Linked DNA regions of Capsicum annuum: region 1 is linked to region 2. Evidence: chromatin contacts called from public Hi-C data. All regions are on one chromosome and are shown on one strand. The core of a region is the stretch at or near the end of the contact, and the rest is flanking DNA. Distances in the headings are between cores, read along the strand shown.

What was found. Hi-C and Micro-C count contacts between places; a contact is called where the count stands out from the background.
Region 1: a Hi-C map of leaf shows a contact between it and region 2, with 1.6 times the contacts expected there. The contact joins two enhancer-like sites. A contact is called at or near these places in 2 of 5 Hi-C or Micro-C datasets (bud and leaf).

The regions. Positions count from the first base shown.
Region 1 is chr9:204,462,071-204,464,770 of UCD10Xv1.1, forward strand. No RefSeq gene overlaps it. Among protein-coding and RNA genes, the nearest start is that of LOC107854019, 4.5 kb to the right of the region's middle. Within about 2 kb of position 1,316, at least 4 of the 5 cell types and tissues checked have an H3K27ac peak or open chromatin away from gene starts, as enhancers often do. A contact at or near this core is called in leaf, where this site is marked.
Region 2 is chr9:204,418,513-204,421,212 of UCD10Xv1.1, forward strand. No RefSeq gene overlaps it. Among protein-coding and RNA genes, the nearest start is that of LOC107854019, 48 kb to the right of the region's middle. Within about 2 kb of position 1,374, at least 3 of the 5 cell types and tissues checked have an H3K27ac peak or open chromatin away from gene starts, as enhancers often do. A contact at or near this core is called in leaf, where this site is marked.

The sequences.
Region 1 (2,700 bases), core at 66-2,565, 44 kb after region 2:
AAAAAAAACAAAAACATAAAAAGGAAAAAAGGAAAAAAGGGAAGAAAGAGAAATAGAAGCGTAAAAAAAAAGAAATCAAATTAAAAAAAACGAAAATAGAAAAAAAAGATACGAGAAAGAAAAAAATTGAAAAAGGAATAAAAAGAGAAATAGAAGAGAAAAAATAAAGTGGAAAGAAAAAATAAAAAAGAAAAAAAATCAAAAAATAAAATAAAATAACAAAAAATAAGATAAAAAAACTAATAAGAAAAAAAAGGTAGAGATACAAGAGAGTGAAAGACATTATTGATGTTTTATTTTGAAATTTTGAAGATCATAAAGATAATTATCTTCAAATATGAAAAAGAAAAAAAATATAAAAAACGAAGAAGGGGAAAAAAGAAGGCAGAAAATAAAGTGAAAATAATAATTAAAAAAATGATTAAAAAAATAAGATAAAAAAAAGGTAAAAGATATGGTTATATTTGGAGAGGTGAAATAGTGGAGTGAAAATAAAAAAAATGTAAAGTAGTGAGAGTAAAAAATGCACTTACCCAGTTAATGAGTAAAATAATACTACTCTTGTTATAAATTGTAATTTTACAAAAATATTACTATTTATTATGATTATAGTTTTAAGTATCTACTCAACTACTAACCTTTTCAAACATTAAGGAATAATGCAAATTACAAAGATAAACCTATGATCCAATGAAACTTTTGCTTAGTGCTTACGAGTGCTGAAAAAATAAAGCCAAATTTCATAAACGTGTGAGTTTGGTCTAGTTTTAATATTTCTTTACTTTGTTACTTATTAAATTAAAAGAAAGTTTCAATCATTTATAAAACTTTCCAAACATTGAGCAACAACAATTACATATTCAATATAATTACATAACTGAGATCTAAAGAGAATAATGTATATATAGTTTTATTTTTATTTTGTAAAGAAGAAAAATTATTTTAAAAGACCTCCGATTAAATTAAAATTTATCAAAACAAGTATAAAAAATACAGTAATAAAAAAATCAAATTAAAAATAATGAAGGAAAGAAAAATTACAATAAATAATACAATAACAAACAATAATAAAATTTAAAAATAAAATAATATTAATGATAATGATACAAAAAATTAGACATCCTCAACTACTAGCCTTCTCAAATATTGGGAAATAATGCAAATAGTAAAAAGAAGCCTATTAGCCAATGAAACTTTTTCTGGGTGCTTAGCAAGGATTAAAAAATAAATCCAAATTTCATGAAAGTGTGAGTTTGGTCTAATTGTAATATTTCTTTAGTCTTCTTCTTTGACCAAAAAAAAAAGGAAAGGAAAAAGAAAAAAAGCATAACATTAGAGTGGAAAATGACGTGGGAAACCCACAAGGGCTAAAGAGAGACTTGCATCTTCATTTTCAATTAACAAATTCAAGAATTTGAGTAATATTGAAAGAAAACCTTCATTTTATTTTATATTTTGCAGAGAAAATGGTCAAAATTCTCTCAATCTTTATTTTAAATTTTAACTATATATTTATATTTTATGAAGGTTCTATGACGTTTCGAATTATTTAAAACTAAAATTATAACACCCCTAAAAACTAACATGGCAAGCGAATGTGTTTCACTCTCTTAAAAAAAATTTAAAATTTTATTTTTAATATTTCTTTTATATATATATATATTTCTTCTTCCTATCATCATATCCAAAATCTCTCCACCAACACCCACCATAACTTAAAATTCATTAATTAGAAGACTTATTTACATGCAAATTAGAAAATTTTCTCTTAGATTCATCACCCTTTTCGCCTTCTTCCCAAATAGTTCTTCAAACACTAATTTCTTTTCTTTTCTTTTTTTTTTTTCAAAAAAAAATTGAAACTCCACGAATCAAGAATGGCTTTTACACTAGTTTCCACCATGGCTGCAACACTAAGGCTAGTTTTTTATCCATAAACTTGTAGAAAAGCTCAATTTATAATCAAAGAAGTTAAAATTATATTTTTGCCGTCACCGTCATTGCCAAATTATGAATTGTGAATTTCATCTCGCCCATCACCACCACCGTCACTCCCATTTTCATTCCCTTTTATCGAATTTGGAGTGAAATTAAGAAATTAAATGCAATGAAAAAGAAAGTGAATGGTAGCAATCTCTTAACTATTTCTCAAAGCAATCTTTGATTTGGGAAAAATGATAGAAAGAGAAAGGAAAAAAAATTTAATGAGTATTTTCATTTTGATTTTTGAGATTAAAGGAAAGAAGACGAAGAGAAAGGGAAAAAAAAGAAGAACAAAAGAATAGAGTAACAATGTAGAAGGAAGTGAATTAAAAAATTGATAAAAAATTAAATACGTACATTTTACACGTGTCAAAATGCGTGTATCTCACCACTCAACATAAATGTAGTTATGTCTTTTCAGGGATATTATAATTTCTGTTTTAAATAATTCAGGGGGGTCATAAAACCCCCGCAAAGTATAGGTGTGTAGTTGAAATTTAGGATAAAAGTTGAGGCTCTATTTTATATGATAATGTTTGATTGAATATATTATTAAAAGAAAAAAGAAAGAAAACTTGTTATATTTATAATAGTTATGATTTATTTTATACTGTATCATATATTTATCTTTCGCTCTATAAAAAACTTAATAATTGTTAATCTTTCATTTTAAATGTGTCTCAACCTTAAGATTTTGTACATGGACATATTGATTTT
Region 2 (2,700 bases), core at 124-2,623:
TGTACTTTTTTACCGATTTCATATGACATATTTGAATAATCTCACGTTATATAAGTAATTTTTATTATTATTATTTTTATAATGAGTTGTAAAATCCTTCTTCCTTTCAATCATGAATTATATGACTGATACTATAACGAAACTGATGACGAAAGAAAAAATTGGGAACATTAACCTTCTAAAAAGGGTTTGTTTAATATTCATAAACAGCTCAGCAACAGTCAATAGCCAGACAAGTGAGGTATGATAGGATGAATCACAAAGTTTGAATAAAATCAAATTTAAAGCTAAACCTGAACGTTGACTAGAAGATATAATGAAATATAAAATTAATCAGCATTTTTTATTTTTTATTTTTAAAAATCAAAAGAAATAATTCAAGCCCTTATTTTAATTTTTCTGATTGTAATATATGAATTAGTTGTATGAGGATTAATATTCCGACCACATTTGATATTTTATCTGTTTTTCTTGTTTTATTGAATTTTATTAAAGTTATTGACACTGATGTATGATTTTATTTTGTTAGAAGCATCAACAGGTGCCTTAAAAAAAATTCTCCATCACTTTACCATGCCAACTTGTTGCCTTCTGTGCGTCTTCTTTTTGTTTTTGTTGCCTCCACTTCTTTAATGGGAGTCTAGGTGAGATGTTTCTATCCCTAGCTACTTTGTCAAATATATATCTGTTCTATTATCTTCCTCGTGAAAGATATCGTCGCTCAAATTAATAGTATAAGCATTAGTTGAGTTAAATCTTGACGCTAAAAACTCCGATTTATTCTTTTTTGTAATTATATTTTTAGACACAAATACTGAAGCTTTTGAACTTAATTTGGCATTAAAAAAAAAAAAAAAAGATAAAACATGCTCCTGTCATCAACCAAATCAACCCACTTAGAAGCATTGATCTTTTTTTTTTTTTTACTAATCTCACATAATATAACTAACTCTTTTTTTTAAATAAAAAAAATGAGTTGTACAATCCTTCTTTCCCTCAATTATGCATCAAACAAAAGTACTCCCTCCGTACCATTTTATATGTCGCCATTTGACGGGGCACGGAGTTTAAGAAAAAAAGAAAAATTTGGTAAAGTTTATCAAATTATTCTTTATAAAAAAAATGTGTCAATATCTTTTTTTTAATTAAGTGGGATCAATAAGGGTAAAAGGGTAATTATGTCTTTAAAAAGTTGCCTAATAAGATAAGACGACACTTATTTTGAGACGAATTAAAAAGAAAATATTGACACATAATTTGACACAGAGAGAATATAATATTTGTATCCATCTGCCCAATTGTTACAACAAACAGCTAGCCCCAACTATAAACTTTCCACTTGGATTGTGATATGTGTGAGTGTTTTAATTTGTCACATCATAGTTCAAGCCTCTAGGTCTGAACTGTGCATGCATGCACTTCTATCTAGCGGTGGACATGGGATGATACGATCTAATATCAGAAATATCGGTTGGTTTGATATTTTAAAGTTTGATTTTTTAATATTTTATGATATAATAAATTGATAATCATAGTTTGATTAGCTGTAACATATGTATACTTATATAATAGAGAATTATGACTTTGATTTTTCAAGAAACATCTTAATTATATCATATTAACACCTTATACATATAAAAATATTCAAAAGAAAGCACATGTAATTTCCTTTCAAATACTATAATATCAAATTTGCAATATAAAATATGTTGACCTCGAAATGATTTCTATATCTATATATTGTACCATGTCCGTTCATGCTTCTATCAAAGGAGAATTAGATTTATATAATCTCAACAATATCTTTCATCAAATCAACCATCAAATCAACCGTAAATCAACAATAAATGTCTTTTAGACACATTTAAAAAATTTTCAAATTCAAGTCATATTAATATTTCTCTTTCTTCTTTTTTTTCTTTCTATTTTCACCCTTTCTTGATTTGAATAGACATAATGATGTGACTTTTAATTTGGTCTTCATCGATATTTATGCTCTTCAATTTTATATGTATATAAATAAAAATTTAAATTTATATAAAATTAAATAAATAGTACAATTTATGTGATAATTCACGTGAAATTATAACGTAAGTGTGATGTACATATTACAGAGGATGCATGCGTCAATTTTTATCACTTTACATAAGTATTTACTTATACACATTTAAAAGTAAAAAAAAAAAAACATATTGGATAATTGAGTCCAAATTAAAGAGAATGGTCATGAATTATACTTTTTTTAATAGTATAAATAATATAAATATCAATTTTTTTGGAAGTAATTACACTCTCTTCTATTTTTTTAATTACTACTTTACTCTCTCTCCCTATTAATATACATAATATAGCCGATATATACATAACATTCTATGTATATGTTGAAATTTTTATAATATATTTAGAGAGTTGAAATTGTTTGTAATATTAAAAATAAATTGTATATTTGTGTAATTTTTAATTTTTAATATGGGTAGATGAGGACAAATTGGAGTAATAGCTAGCTTTGATAAAGAAACAAAATTGGTCAAAAATTACAAAGTAAATACACGTGAATATCACATGAAAAGTATGTGTCCTTTTTCCCAATATCTTCAATTCATTTATTATTTGGCCACGTGAACACTTCATTCAGTTCGAAGAACTTTGGCTAAAAGTTAAAACTACAAATGGGACACACTCCTTAAATTTTTGGTTCTG